Regions from separate parts of the Hordeum vulgare genome. Here region 2 is linked to region 1. Evidence: chromatin contacts called from public Hi-C data. All regions are on one chromosome and are shown on one strand. Each heading gives the region's core, a stretch centred on a gene start, on an enhancer-like site or on the middle of the called end of the contact. The rest is flanking DNA. Distances are from core to core; before and after follow the strand shown. Region 1 holds the start of LOC123444366. Region 2 holds the start of LOC123444367 (glucan endo-1,3-beta-glucosidase 13).

What was found. A called contact is a pair of places that touch in the nucleus more often than the background predicts.
Region 2: a Hi-C map of seedling shows a contact between it and region 1, with 3 times the contacts expected there. The contact joins the promoter of LOC123444367 here to the promoter of LOC123444366 in region 1. A contact is called at or near these places in 2 of 6 Hi-C or Micro-C datasets (leaf and seedling) and 1 of 1 datasets of contacts at active chromatin or transcription factors (embryo).

Annotation. Positions count from the first base shown.
Region 1 is chr3H:478,142,327-478,149,913 of MorexV3_pseudomolecules_assembly, forward strand. LOC123444366 reads right to left here and starts at 4,903. Exons shown (of 2, transcript XM_045121055.1): 1 at 4,524-4,903; 2 at 3,918-4,432. The coding sequence starts at 4,729. The coding sequence ends at 4,120. LOC123444363 (endoribonuclease YBEY, chloroplastic-like) reads left to right here. Exons shown (of 12, transcript XM_045121053.1): 12 at 55-625. The coding sequence ends at 222. LOC123444364 reads right to left here and starts at 1,574. Exons shown (of 2, transcript XM_045121054.1): 1 at 1,221-1,574; 2 at 579-1,126. The coding sequence starts at 1,435. The coding sequence ends at 814.
Region 2 is chr3H:478,351,606-478,358,951 of MorexV3_pseudomolecules_assembly, forward strand. LOC123444367 (glucan endo-1,3-beta-glucosidase 13) reads left to right here and starts at 2,351. Exons shown (of 5, transcript XM_045121060.1): 1 at 2,351-2,656; 2 at 3,031-4,305; 3 at 7,283-7,299. The coding sequence starts at 2,602.

The sequences.
Region 1 (7,587 bases), core at 3,653-6,152:
CACCAATACTACCAGGACTTGCATTGTTTCTAACTTGCAGCCTGTTTGTGCCAGGTAATGGCAATTGGAGATGGAGAGAATGACATAGAAATGCTACAGCTAGCATCACTGGGCGTCGCTCTGGCAAACGGCGCTGAGAAGACCAAAGCAGTGGCGAACGTGATCGGCGCCACCAATGACGAAGATGGAGTTGCGCAGGCCATCTATGACTACGCTTTCTAACAGACGCTGACACCAAGGCGCACTGGGACAGGGTTTTGTCTTCCCAGTGTTGTTGCCAAATAACAAGTTTTGTTCAAACATCTATCGACAAGATCATTCAGGGTTGTGGTCACAGTCACAGTACCCGCAAAGAGTTTTAACACTTGAAAGCATCAGGCAGAGCCATTTTTTGGTTGGTTGGCAATCGGTGGAGACACGCCATTCTTTTTTCCACTGGGAATATCTGTAAAACATTCTTCAATCTCTGGTAACCAAGGGATGCTCTCTGTTTTAGCCATGCTACTTTGTACCCCTTGTTATGTTGAGAAATAACCAGCATGATCTTAGATCATGTACCATGGCTTGGACACTCAGAATTCGGATCTCAGATAATCTTCGTTAATCAGAAGGAATGTTTGGTATACAACTGGTCTCTCTATTTACACACTGGATCAATCAATTCCTTCTCGAACAACATGGATGCAGAAGCCTCTTTACATTTGACAGGCTAATAGGCCCGCCAAGAAAAATCCCCATCCTCAAGGAACAAAGAAGAGACGCGAAGCCAGCCCTGGACAGACACTCTGAGTCTCAACCGCGAACCCTCCCTCCCTACTGATGGCAGGCGCTCTTGTTGACGGGGATGGCGGGAGGCCTGTAGAGCATGCTGGAGCTGCCGCTCCGCGCCATCATCAGGTTTGCGCAGGAGCTCCCGGAGGTCGGCTTGGCGACTACCTTGCTGCTGTTGTTAGAACCAGGCGCGGGGCAAGCTCTCTGGTCACCGTCGATCTCGACGTGGCTCCGGCATGGCTTCATCTTCTTGTTGTAGGGTCTCTTCTTGGGCAGGTCCTCCAGGCACCTCACCTCCGACATGCACGCGAAGGACTGGGACTTGCCGTCGTAGTACTTGGACAACCCCCCTTTCCTGCAAAGAGAGAAGATCAGCACGGTCAGGAAAAACTTCCATTTTGCTACTCTGTTGATACATGAAGAAGGAAGGTGTTTCCTGAGGAACTTACTTGACGGAGAGCTCGGCCTTGATGGACGACAGATCGTAGACGCCGTCGGAGTTCAGTCGCCGCGCCGGCGGGGAGGCCGGCACGAACTGGTCCTCGCCGTCCGAGAACTGTGCCTCGTCGTCGGAGTCGCAGGAGAAGGAGGAGGAGGTCTCGAACAGGTCCTCGTCTTCCTGGTGCGCCGAGAGGACCTGAGGAGCTCCAGCAGATCTGCCCATGGTTGCAAGTTTCTCGGCTTCTGGTAAGACAATGGACGGGCGGGCCTCAAGTAGTAGAAGGGTAACGAAGATATGCTTGCTGTTGCTGTTGCTCTTGCTTGCTCTGTTTCACGACCTCTACAATCTGGCAGGGGGGGCGGACATATATAGAGCCGCAGCTGAGGCGATTGGGAATTTGGGATAACGCTCGGCGTCGTGCTAGTGCGCTTTGACTAGTACTCGTACTACCACGAAACCGAACGCGAGCGCCACACGAGGTCGGTGACGTCACCGTTGGTCCGTTCCGGTGTGTTTGCGTTGCGCAAGTTGGAGCAACTCCAACCGGACTATCCGCATGTATCCGATTGAATCGTCGTGGATATAAAACTCGGTGCAACGTGGTGGTTTAAACGGACGCACGTCCGTTTCTCGTTCCTGATTAATATTTGGGCCGCATTTCGTCGGCCAGACACGAAATGAACGCGCACGACGCCTGTCCTTTTCCTCCGACCCGACAGTCGGTGGCACGTAGGCCCCTTTTTTCTTTCTCCCATTGTCTTCGACTCACTCCCCCCCCCCCCCCCAACCACCTCTCGCCGTAGCCGCCGAGTTCCGCCGATGCCGTCAGTCATTCGTTCATAGAAAGGTCACCCTCCCGGTCGCCTCATCTACCTGTGCCGCCACCCAGTTCCTACCTTGCCTCGGTAGGGTGTGAGGCTCTTCACCGACCGGCTTCTTCCAGGACGTCCGCAAGTTGTTCGTCGGTTTGCCCGCAAGGTACAAATGGATTCCGACGACGAGTTCTTTTTTACAATGTTCTTTGGGATTCAGATGATTCTTCATCTAATGATGAGAAGATCGTGGCAGCTACATTGGTCGTCCACGACCACCTAAGCATGCAGCGTACATTGTTTAGGTGCTCGATACCGGGGTACACGCCAGCGTTAAACCGCAGTTGGAATAGTGGTCATTTCTTACTTTGGAACGAGTACTTTGAGAACCCCAACCCGCTCTTCAAACATCACATATTTCAACGTCGTTTCTGTATGGCTAGGCATGTGTTCTATCGTATTTGGGATGGGGTGGGGGGGGGGGGGCACGATAACTATTTCGAGTGCAAGACATATGCCTTTGGAAAGATGGGCTTCTCCTCTTATCAAAAATGCACTACTGCCATTCTGATGCTTGCATACTGAGTTTTCGTTGATCTCATTAATGAGCATGTACGAATGAGTGAGTCCACCTGCCTTGAGTTCATGTATAGGTTCTGAAGGGCTTACATAGTTGTGTTTGGCTGGAGTACTTGGAAAAGTCAACTGTCGATGATACAACACGGTTGTTGGCGATAAATGCCAGCACGGGGTCCCAGGGATGCTTGATAGCATAAATTGCATGCGTTCAAAGTAAAAATTGTCGTTCTGCTTGGCAGGGGCAGTATAAGGGCCATGTCCGTGCTTACAGTGTCATACTTGGTCGTTGCTTCACAAGATCTCTGGATTTAGCACTCTTTCTTTGGCATGATCGGATCTCACAACGATATAATGTGTTTCAGCGCTCTCTAGTATTCGCTATGACGGAAGAAGGCAGTTGCCCGAAAGTCGATGTTGAGATCAATGCCACCACTACAACAATCGATGCTATCTAGCTGACAATATCTATCTAAAGTGGACTACTCTTATCAAGACAATCTCCAGCTAAGGATGACGACACGACCAACCGTTTCATCATCAAGAACATCATCTTCAAAGATGATGTCGATCCCGCTCCCTTCGATTTCGAAGAGACCCAAAGCCAAGACGACGAAAATCCCTTCATGGCCGACACCTTTGACCATGGTGGCATGACCGACCCCTTCATGTAAGACCAAGATGGCCTTGGTAGCATCTTCCTCGTCGACCACAAGTTTGGAGAGGACTATGGCTTAGAAGAAAAAAATGAAATGGACATCGACGGAATGTCTTTGTTCGAAGATGAGTTTTCTAACCAAGCCAATGCAAGCAAGAAGCACAAAAACAAGTAGACGAAGGCATACACAAAGGTTGAGAACAAACTCCTTTTCCTTTATGAATATTGGAAAGACATTGAACATGTTGGTGGACGTTCATCTTATAGCAGTGCAACAAGTTTTATGTCACACTTAAAAGCATGGAGGGACTTCCGGTGAACAGCCTCAGCAGGAAAGGCATGGTACACGCGCGGAGTATTTTTACTCCCTGTGTTTCATATTACTCCCTTGATCCATATTACTTGTTGCTCACAGGGTATAACTTTAGGCCTGGTTCGGTTAATCCCATCCCTACGGGAATTAGAGAAGATTTGCAGTGCAGGGATTTTGGCTTGTAGGGGATTAAATCCCCCTCAACCGAACAAGCCCTTAGGCGGTAAAACATTCTTCCATGTCTGATAAACGCTCTTTGTTTTAGCAAAGCTACTTTGTACTCCTTGTTATGTTGATTGTTAAGAATAACTAGGATGGTCTTTGATCATGTACCATGGCTCAGAATTCGGATCTCGGATAATCTTTGTTAATCAGAAGAAATGTTTGGTATACAACCGGTCTCTCTATTTACACACTGAATCAATCAATGTCTTCCCGAACAACATGGATGCAAAAGCCTCTTTACATTTGACAAGCTAATAGACCCGCCAAGAAAAATCCTCATCCTCGAGGAACAAAGAAGAGGCGCGGAATGGCACCGCGAGCCCTACTGATGGCAGGCGCTCTTGTTGACGGGGATGGCGGGAGGCCTGTAGAGCATGCTGGAGCTGCCACTCCGCGCCATCATCAGGTTCGCGCAGGAGCTCCCGGAGGTCTGCTTGGCGACTCCCTTGCTGCTGTTGTTAGAACCAGGCGCGGGGCAGGCTCTCTGGTCACCGTCGATCTCGACGTGGCTCCGGCATGGCTTCATCTTCTTGTTGTAGGGTCTCTTCTTGGGCAGGTCCTCCAGGCACCTCACCTCCGACATGCACGCGAAGGACTGGGACTTGCCGTCGTAGTACTTGGACAACCCCCCTTTCCTGCAAAGAGAGAAGATCAGCACGGTCAGGAAAAACTTCCATTTTGCTGCAAATGTTCATGATGAACTTATGAAGTTCCTCGGAGACTTACTTGACGGAGAGCTCTGCCTTCATCGACGACAGATCGTAGACGCCCTCTGAAACCAGCCTGCGCGCCGGCGGGGAGGCCGGCACGAACTGGTCCTCGCCGTCCGAGAACCGTGCCTCGTCGTCGGAGTCGCAGGAGAAGGAGGAGGAGGTCTCGAACAGGTCCTCGTCTTCCTGGCGCGGCTGAGGAGCTCCGGCAGATCTGCCCATGGCTGGTTGCAAGTTCCTCGGCTTCCGGTAAGACAATGAGCTGCTGTCTATGGATGTAATATATTCTTTCTCTTGCTGTTGCTGTTGCTCTTTGCTTGCTCTGTTTCACGACCTTTACCTTCTGGCAGGGGGGCGGGCATATATAGAGCCCCAGCCAGAGCAGAGCCGATTGGGATAACGCTCGCCGTCGCGCTAGTGCGCTTTGACTAATACTCCTACTCGGTAAGGAGTACTACGAAACCGAACGCGATTTTGTGAAAGTCCGGTGACGTCACCGTGGGTTGGGGTCCGGCGTGTTTGCAATGCGCGAGTTAGGTTTGCTTGGACACCGGTGACTTGGACCCCATGAGCACGGGGCCATGCCTTGGTCCCGTCATTTTTCTTTCGTAAATAGAAAAACAAAACAAGAGTGGTATTAAGTTTGTTGGCCACTCCCACCCACATGCCTCTGCTTTGGCGGATTCTGCCGCCCGATCCGATCTTATCATCTTATCTCCGTCTCCTCAGTTTGTTGGCCGGTTTATTATATGATTTTGTTATCCTTTTGGGAGAGCTGGTCTGTGAGGCTGACATCTCGGACCGTTGGCATGCTGTGGCGGGGAAGAGACGGTGCCTTGCAAGTCACCGTTTCGATCGTTTATCGACGGACACGGACACGCGGCGCGCTGCCGCTGGGTTGTTGCCTCTCGTTGGGATTGGGAGCTGACTCGTCGGTGCTCCTGCTAAAACCGATTACTACTACTGTACTCCTATTTGGACAGCCTGTTTTGAGGTGGTAAAGCTTGGCTTTGACAAACATGTGGTTCCGAACAACTCTTATCAAAATCGTACCGGAAAATTATACCCGTATATGCTTCGTAATTGGAACCTCTATCTAATCGACTAGTTACAAACACTGATGTCCATCCGCAAAAGAAAAAAAAATCTCAGAGGACCCAAACCATTCTGCAATACTAGTACTGTAGTAGTTTCTGGAGACGCGAAGTGAAATTCGTAGGAGGTTTCAAGTTGGAAAAAATCTGGTTGAGTGAGCTGCCGTGGACCGGAGGCTCCTTCCTTGGCTGAAGGGGCACTCCTTCAACTCCCCTTCCCTTGTCGAAGGGACACGTGTGTTTTTTATACCTTTCAGGTTCACTACTCCACAAACTCATCCTTTTTTTGCTGGAGCGCTGCGTGCCCACATAATTTGACGTCTCGACGGGGATGCGTAAAATGAGATTCCGTGGACCGGACGAGAGTTTGGTGATGACACACACACGCGCGCGCGTGTTTGGTTTTCCGCGTCGCATTTGTAGCGCACCATTCCCGTTCCCTTGGCTTCCATTGCACGGGATAAAAAGGGAGGGGGCAGCGTCCGTGTAGAGTAGCTCTCGAGATTAAAAGTGGTGTCGTGCTTAACAACCATTTATGGTTTAAAAGACGCACGAGATAAATGGTGCATTTCAACGTCACCGGGAAAGTGGGAAGCACCATCTATATGGAATGCATTATTGTGGGGAAAGGAGAAGTATGTACTCATCAACCTCCTGCCATCAGTTTCTTCGGGGCCTTAAGATATAACCAGGAATTATTGTTGAAAACTACGGACTGCTGTAGTAATGAGTATCAACCAAGGACTGTAGTACCAAAAGAAGTGAAACTGATGAGCTCTGCGTAAGTGGACACCCGTCCGCGCGACTAGTACAGGTGGCAAGAGCATGTTCACCAAATGGGAAAAAAGACGACAGCTCACACGTCTGCCATGGCACGAGCACCGGTGCCGGGAGACACGGCAGCTGGTTTGCTGGCGCAACGAGACCGGCGACAAGCTTTCTTCCTCGTGTTGCTCCGGAGGCAGATAAAACGGTGTTTTGTGTATTCCGTGTTCCCATGGCTGCCTGGTTTGGACTCCCACCGACGCAGATGCCCAGGCAGGGCAGGTGCGCTTGCTCACCTTTTGTCTAGGGGGAGCAGCTAATTACGTTCGTGTCCTAATCTCTGTGGCAGTAACCACTAAGCTTAGTCAAGTAAGGCTGACTGCCAAGAATCCGTGCTCCCTGATCCTTATCCGTGGGTGGACTTGTTCAAGCTCGTGGCGCCGGACTTAGTATAGCTCGTAGATTTCAAAAGTCGTTTCTGGTGTGGCCTATGAGTCTACGATACGAAGTGGGTGCGTCGTCCACCGTGTCTCGCTCCAGGGCGAACGAATTCCACGACTGCTGTCTGTGTGCGTGTGTTGGTTGGAAACCCTCGGACACGTTCCATAACCCAATCGATTGATACGATACGACCCTTCCACCCGGCCGCCTCTCTCCGTCGTGGGGAGTCAAATCTGAAATCTTCCCCAACGCGTCCATGGAGCAGACGGCCGCTCTGACCTGGCCGGGTCGGGTGGGGTGGGCGGCTCGTGCGTGGAACATGGGGTCGACGCCTCCCGTGCCTTCTTCTATCCACAACACACACACGGGAAGGCAGTTGCAACCAAACACGCCCGCCCAGACCCATCACCCAAAAGACGCCTCCGTCTTATACAAAAATATCGTCGGGGAAGCGATAAGGGTGGGCGGCATATTCCTCGGCAATTCGCTCCATGATCCGTGGCCGGCCCCGGCCCGGATCCCGCGGGGATCCAACGAGAGCGACGGCCGCGCCCAAAAAAATCATGTGCCGCGGTCAGGGGTGGACCGCGCGAGCAGGGGGGAACGTGGTCTGCGCGCAACGGGACGAGCGGCAGCATGTGGAATTCCATCGCCGGCCGGATGAGGCGGGAATCATCGGATGCGCGTCGCTGTTGGTTGCTCGATCGGCGTGGCTTGAGACGCGTGGCCGCTCGTCTCCCCGGAACACGGCGTCGTCGCATCGGATGGGATGGGATCGGG
Region 2 (7,346 bases), core at 1,101-3,600, 210 kb after region 1:
CTAGGTTCGGGGCCCTCCGGTGAGGTAATACCGCTAGTCCTGCATGTGTGACTATATGAGATATCAGTACAATGGTGCTCTTGGAGCTGTATCTGAGGAAGGAGATGGGCTCTGGCCTGCTATCGCGCTACCTCTCTCATGTGGTACGTGGATGGGAACGGTGTGTGTGTGTGTGTGTGTGTGCTAATGCGAAGGGAGCGAACCCCTCTCTGGGGGCTGGAGGGGGCTTTATAGTGCAGCCCGAGCTAGTACAGTATTGAGGATAAGATCGCTGGTGGGACCCGGCTGCCAGCCTCTGGCCGGCCTGGGGGGCCCACCGGTTGCCAAGTCTCGTCGTGGGTCCCGCCGACCCGTGCAACTAGCGGCTGATGCGCCGGGTTGCCAGGGCTGGTGCGCGAGGTGATGATGGCTACAGGGTCGCTTTGTCTAGCCGCCGTCGGTGTTGTCTAGGCCCCTTGTAGCCATGCTGACGGCGCCATCATCCCGCTACGGCCCTAGCTGGCATCAGGGAGCACTGTTGCCACATCGGGGATCGGGAGTTGTCTTGTCGGAGTACTACTGTACGACCTAATGGGATGGGGCAGTCTGTCCGGCTAGCGACCGGCCAGCCGGCCAGCCGTACCGCTCCCGACCGTTGGAGAGGCGCTGGTGGGAGGGTCCGGCTACCGCCAGCCGACCGTGCATATGACTCAATGGGGCCGGCTATCGCCAAGTCGGCCGTACCAGGAGGGCTGGCTCTCTCCAGCCGGCCTCGAGGGGCTAGGCGACCCCCCTAATAGTCTTGGAGAAGGGTAATCTCCGCCTTTGGTATACCCTGGGGTAGTATCCCCGTCACCGAGTATCTGGTTCTATTTCCTCATTTATGTGTTGATGAAATCTATTATTACTGTTTGAAGAATTTGACTGAAGACTTTCTCAATTTCCTCATCTCAAATTCTTCACTTCACTTGTTCTTCACCTGCGTATCCTGATCACGCTATTCGCGTTAAGTGTTAGTTTCATTTCATCACGATGGCCATGTTGTTGCCATGTTAAGCTTACGCGTGAGTAGTTATTCCGCTGCAAGTTGTTCGTGACTTAGCAATTTCCTCACAGGGAAATTCCCGAGTGACGAATTCATAAAAATCGCCTATTCACCCCCTCTAGTCGATATAACGCACTTTCACCAACCTCACATAAAAAACTCATGAAGACATGGGTAGTAGTTAGTACACAAAGTGTAATGGACAATGATTAGTATATCGAGACTTATCTTTGACTTGGTCAACTTGATTCACTCTTTGACTTGGTCTTGATGAACCTTGAGACTTATCTTCTCTTTATAAAGATGATGTCTTGAAGGTAAGCATGAATGTTCACACAATCTTCTTCTTTAAGACATGCTTGCAATAAACCCAACTCTCACATGATCAATCTTTGGATAAACTAGATGATGCCCCGCGCGTTGCAGCGAAAACATTGTTAAAATATGAATAAATAGTTGTTATAACAAATCTAAAACTAATGAAAAGTGAATGTAAGCTCAAAAACAATAAAATACGAAGTGTATAAAAAAGAGTGAAAATTATAGTTAAAATGTAATTTCTAACAAAATATGAAGGATGAACTCTAATGCAAGAAACTATTTATGATTAATATGCATGAGTAGATGATGTGGCACCATTGCATGCATGCGTAGGGTAATGCAAAAGATGTTATTGATATCTTGCATGCATACTTGTTTATGTGTCATGATTGCATGGGTAAGAAAATTAGGTAGTGAGTTGTAGCTATTTAGTAATAGAGGATTCTTAAATACCACCTTTTGTAATCACATAAATTCCTTTAAACTACCAAATAGACTTCAAAAAATGTTTATGAAAAAAATCCTTTAAATATAACTCAAAGCAACCATTAATTCATAAAAATTATCATCAATTATCAAAATCAAACATGAAGTAACATGTTCTAAAAGGAGGGACAATGATGTCCCCGATGGATGGGCCTCGGGAGAACGAAGACACGTATCCCATCCGTCCACGTGTTGTTCGTTTCAATACAAATACGATTTTAAATTTAAATCAAAGATAAAACGAAAGCAGACGAAAAACGGAGAGTGTTTGACTGAGATCGTGCGTTGGCCTCACTCAATACAAACCAAATGTTTCAAGGTCGTTTTTTACCACGACCCCGTGAGCTCACGCTTCAACCTAAGCCTTGTGGTCCCGGTCCAGCGAACATTCGTCGCTACTTTTTTTCCCTGAGGAAATTCCTCCCCTCGTCTCCATCCCGGACCCGTGCGCCCTTTGTTTAAACACCCTCAACCCAATTTTATAAGGCACCCCCTCGCGTCCGCTTCCGCTTCCGCCCGCCGCGAGCGACAGTCACGCACGCACTCCATTCCACGCACTGCCCCGCTGCACCGCCTGAGCCCAGTCGCCCAGTGGCCAGCGTCAGGCATCACCCCGTGCCTCCCTCGCTCCGTCCTCCTCTCTCCTCTCTTCCTCCCCTCTGCTTCACTCCACTCAACGGTCACACCCTCCGGCCGCGCAGCCAGCACAGACCAAGGTCTTATCGGCGGGGATAGCGGAGGAGGAGGCACAGCTCGGGGTCGGGACGCCAATGGCGCGGCGGCATGCGGCGGCGTTCTCCGCGTTCCTCTTCTTGCTGCTCATAGGTGAGTTCTTGAACCATATGCTCCCCCGGCTCGTCTTCTTGCTGGTACTTGAATACTCGCCCTTTTGGAATGTGAACTCTCAGTTAACCGCGCGCCGAGTGCCTGCTAGATGCTTTGCTTCCCGCTGAGTGCTAGCTACCTGCAGTGCGTATGGTGCCGTGACCGTGATGATGTCCGACGAATATATGTCTTCTTTTGGCGTTTGGGGGGAAATATAATCATCTAATCCCCATGTCCATCACCTTTTGGGGGGAGTAGATTGATTGTTTTCCTGGCATGAGATAGATTAAAGGATCCTGGAAATAAATGGGCGCTAAAATAAGAGAGATTGCGCGCTCCTGAATCCTGATGTGTGGCTGTTTTTGCGCTTGCAGGGCATTGCCACGGCGGCAAGACCGGCATCTGCTACGGCCGCAACGCCGACGACCTGCCGGGGCCCGACAAGGTGGCGCAGCTCATCCAGCAGCAGTCCATCAAGTACGTGCGCATCTACGACGCCAACGTCGACGTCATCAAGGCCTTCGCCAACACCAGCGTGGAGCTCATGGTCGGCGTCCCCAACGCCGACCTCCTCGCCTTCTCGCAGTACCAGTCCAACGTCGACACCTGGCTCAAGAACAGCATCCTCCCCTACTACCCGGCCACCGCCATCACCTACATCACCGTCGGCGCCGAGATCACCGAGAGCACCATCAACGTCTCCTCCCTCGTCGTGCCGGCCATGCGCAACGTGCAGGCCGCCCTCAAGAAGGTCGGCCTGCACAAGAAGATCACCATCTCCAGCACGCACTCGCTCGGGGTGCTCTCCCGCTCGTTCCCGCCGTCCGCGGGGGCGTTCAACAGCAGCTACGCGCACTTCCTCAAGCCCATGCTGGAGTTCCTCGTGGAGAACCAGGCGCCCTTCATGGTCGATCTGTATCCCTACTACGCCTACCAGAACTCGCCCAGCAATGTCTCGCTGAACTACGCCCTCTTCTCGCCGCAGTCCCAGGGCGTGATTGACCCCAACACTGGGTTGGTCTACACAAACATGTTTGATGCGCAGGTCGATTCCATCTTCTTCGCGCTCATGGCTCTCAACTTCAAGACACTCAAGATCATGATCACCGAGACGGGATGGCCACACAAGGGAGCTGCTAAGGAGACCGGGGCCACTCCGGACAATGCTCAGACTTACAACACTAATCTGATACGCCATGTCGTCAATGACAGTGGCACGCCTGCCAAGCCTGGAGAAGAAATAGACGTCTACATCTTCTCCTTGTTCAATGAGAACAGGAAGCCGGGCATCGAGTCGGAGAGGAACTGGGGACTCTTCTCTCCGGACCAGAGCTCCATCTACAGCGTAGATTGGACTGGCCGAGGAAATGTGGACATCATGACTGGAGGAAACCTTACGAGCTCAAATGGTACTTGGTGTGTTGCTTCAACCAATGTGTCCGAGACGGCTCTGCAGAATGGCTTGAACTGGGCATGCGGTCCAGGCAATGTCGATTGCTCTGCTATTCAACCAAGCCAACCCTGCTACCAGCCCGACACATTGGTTTCACATGCTTCATATGCATTCAACAGCTATTATCAGCAAAATGGAGCTACTGATGTGGCTTGTGGATTTGGTGGTGCTGGAATGAGGACGACGAAAGATCCAAGTAAGTATCATGTGCTTAAAAACAACTACATTGATTATTTAATGAATGGTTGCATTGTATAATATCTCTGCATCAGTATCACCACTGGCTTTGGATGTAGTCTGAATATTGACAAAGTACCTAAATGTAAGCCTATACTGGTAGACAATATGGGCTGATTACAATGTTTATGATAGTAATTATCCAGGTCCTTGACTGAAATTGCAACCGGAAGTCCATTGATATAAATGCAATGTTAACGTTATCCTTTACCTAGTCATAACACTTAGTCTAAGCCGTCCTTGTATGTAGGATCTGGACCGGCTCTCCTCTACCTCTGCTATATATATGTAACACCATTGTACATGTTGATCATTGGAAGGAATATATTCTCTTACTTGGTATCAGACACCAGCCACCTCCTATGACCACCTCCGACCTCCCCTCCGCGCCGGCCACCGGCTCCGGCCAAACCTCCTCTTCCTCGACGACGGTCGTCGACACCACCCGGCCTCCAGCCCTGCCGCCACCGCCGCCTCTTCCCCCTTTGTTTTCGGTACACCCTCTCCCCCATCTACGTTTGCACCTCTCTTCTCCACCACCGTTCCTCAATCCGCTGCACCACCACCCCCTCCATCCGCCATTCCCCAATCCCGCCACCCGATCTTCCATGACAGCATCCAAAACCATATCAAATTCCAGCTCAACCCCGACGATCACAACTACCACAAGTGGAAGTCCTTCTTCCTCCTCGTTCTTCTCCGCTATGGCGTCTCCCAATTCATTGAACAACCCCTCCCACCCAACGCCGATGCCCACCTCCGCGAACTCGATGCTCACCTCGTTCTTTGGATCTACTCCACTCTGGCCGATCCCCTCATCGATCACGTCGTGGGTGCCACCACCACCTTCGATCTTTGGGGGCGCATCCGGGACTACTTCCTTGCCAATCGTGCCGCCTGATACATGACCTTGAATCGGCAGTACCGGAATCTCAAACAAGGTGATCTCTCTGTCGCCGAATATGCCCGTCGCATGAAGCTCCTCACCGCCGGCCTCGCCGACATCGACTACCCGGTCACTGAGGTGGATCTCACCACTCAGTTCCTCCACGGCATCGACAAACGGCTTGACACCATCCGCGTCGTCCTCGGGGACACGGTGCCTCTCCCCCCGTTTGAGACCGTGTTCTCCCGGCTCAAACTCGCCGAGGAGAATCTCTCCCAACGGGAGGCCGACGAGCTCCTCCACTCCGCGCTCTGGTGATCGGCCCGCAGGCTCCACCGATCGCGGCCCTACACAACCCCCTGGCCGTGGTCGTGGCCACGACGGCGGTGATCGCGGCCGTGGCCGGGTTCGTGGACGTGGTCGCGGACATGGCGATCCATCCGGCCGTGGCCCCCATCTACCACTGCCATACAATCCCTACATGGGGTTCTTTGCCCCATACGGCATGGCGATACCCCCACCTCGCCCCGGCTGGGTTCCTCCCAACTCCGCCGGCGTCCTTGGTCCCGCTCCGGGCTCCCATGCCCAGGCATACCACACTCACCACATGCCGGCCGCTCCTTCCCCGCCGGTACATCAGCCCGCCTGGGATCACCTCGCCATGCTTCACGCCGCCTACAGTGCCAACAACCAGCCTCCTGCGGGCTCCTCCTCCAACTGGTACCTCGACAGCGGCGCTACCTCGCACATCACCGGCAACCCTGGTAACTTGACCCTCTCGTCTTCTTCATTAAAGCATAAACCATCTAGCGTTGTCGTCGGCAATGGGCAAAGTCTTCCCATCGCTGGCACCGGATCCACCACTCTCTCTCCCTCCACCTTCCACCTTCGCGACGTTCTGTTCTTCCCTCACGTCCTCACCAGCCTCATCTCCGTTCGCCAATTTACACGTGATAACTCTTGCTCCATGGAATTTTACCCTTTTGGCTTTCTTTTGAAGGATCTACGCACCAGGAAGGTTCTCATGATCTCCGCTAGCTCCGGCGACCTCTACCCATTCTTCGGGAATAACTCCACGTGGCCAGCTGCGCTTCGCCCTCTCGCCAACCCCACGCACTACCGCAGTCTGGCTGGCGCGCTGCAATATCTCACACTCACCCGCCCAGACATATCCTATGCTGTCCAACAAGTTTGCCTGTTCATGCATCAACCCCGCGACACACACATGCAACTTGTCAAGCGGATTCTCCGCTACATCAAGGGTACGTCTCACTTCGGCATCCAACTCTACAAAGCCTCCTCACAGCATCTCCTCGCCTACACCGACGCAGATTGGGCAGGCTGTCCGGACACACGCCGATCTACGCCTGGCTTCTGCGTGTTCCTCGGCCACAATCTCGTCTCCTGGTCGTCGAAACGGCAGGTCACGGTCAGTCGTTCTAGCGCAGAGGCAGAATACCGAGGTATCGCCAATTGCGTCGCCGAGACTTGCTGGATTCGACAGCTTCTACACGAGCTCCTGCGCCCCCCTACTCGCGCAATCATTGTCTATTGTGACAACGTCAGTGCATCATACCTTGCCAGCAATCCCGTGCAGCACCAACGGACCAAACACATCGAGATTGATCTTCATTTCGTACGGGACAAGGTGGCCCTCGGTGACACTCGTGTTCTTCATGTCCCTTCCAGCTCGCAATTTGCGGATCTGTTCACTAAAGGACTGCCTACATCGGTGTTCACCGACTTCCGTACCAGCCTGAACATCCACCCGTATGGCGTCCCGGCTGGGGGGGGGGGGGGGGGGGGGGTGTTAACGTTATCCTTTACCTAGTCATAGCACTTAGTCTAAGCCGTCCTTGTATGTAGGATCTGGACCGGCTCTCCTCTACCTCTGCTATATATATGTAACACCATTGTACATCTTGATCATTGGAAGGAATATATTCTCTTACTTGCAATGCTAGCTGTATTCTGGACATGTAGCTGGGTCTTTCTTTTGATGAATATATATGCAGCTATCAGCTGTTGACTGAGTTTCTTTTTTGTCTAGAGACTACAGAGAAGATGGTACATTATGATTTCTCCCATCTGCTGCTTCTGGCTAAAATCTGTTA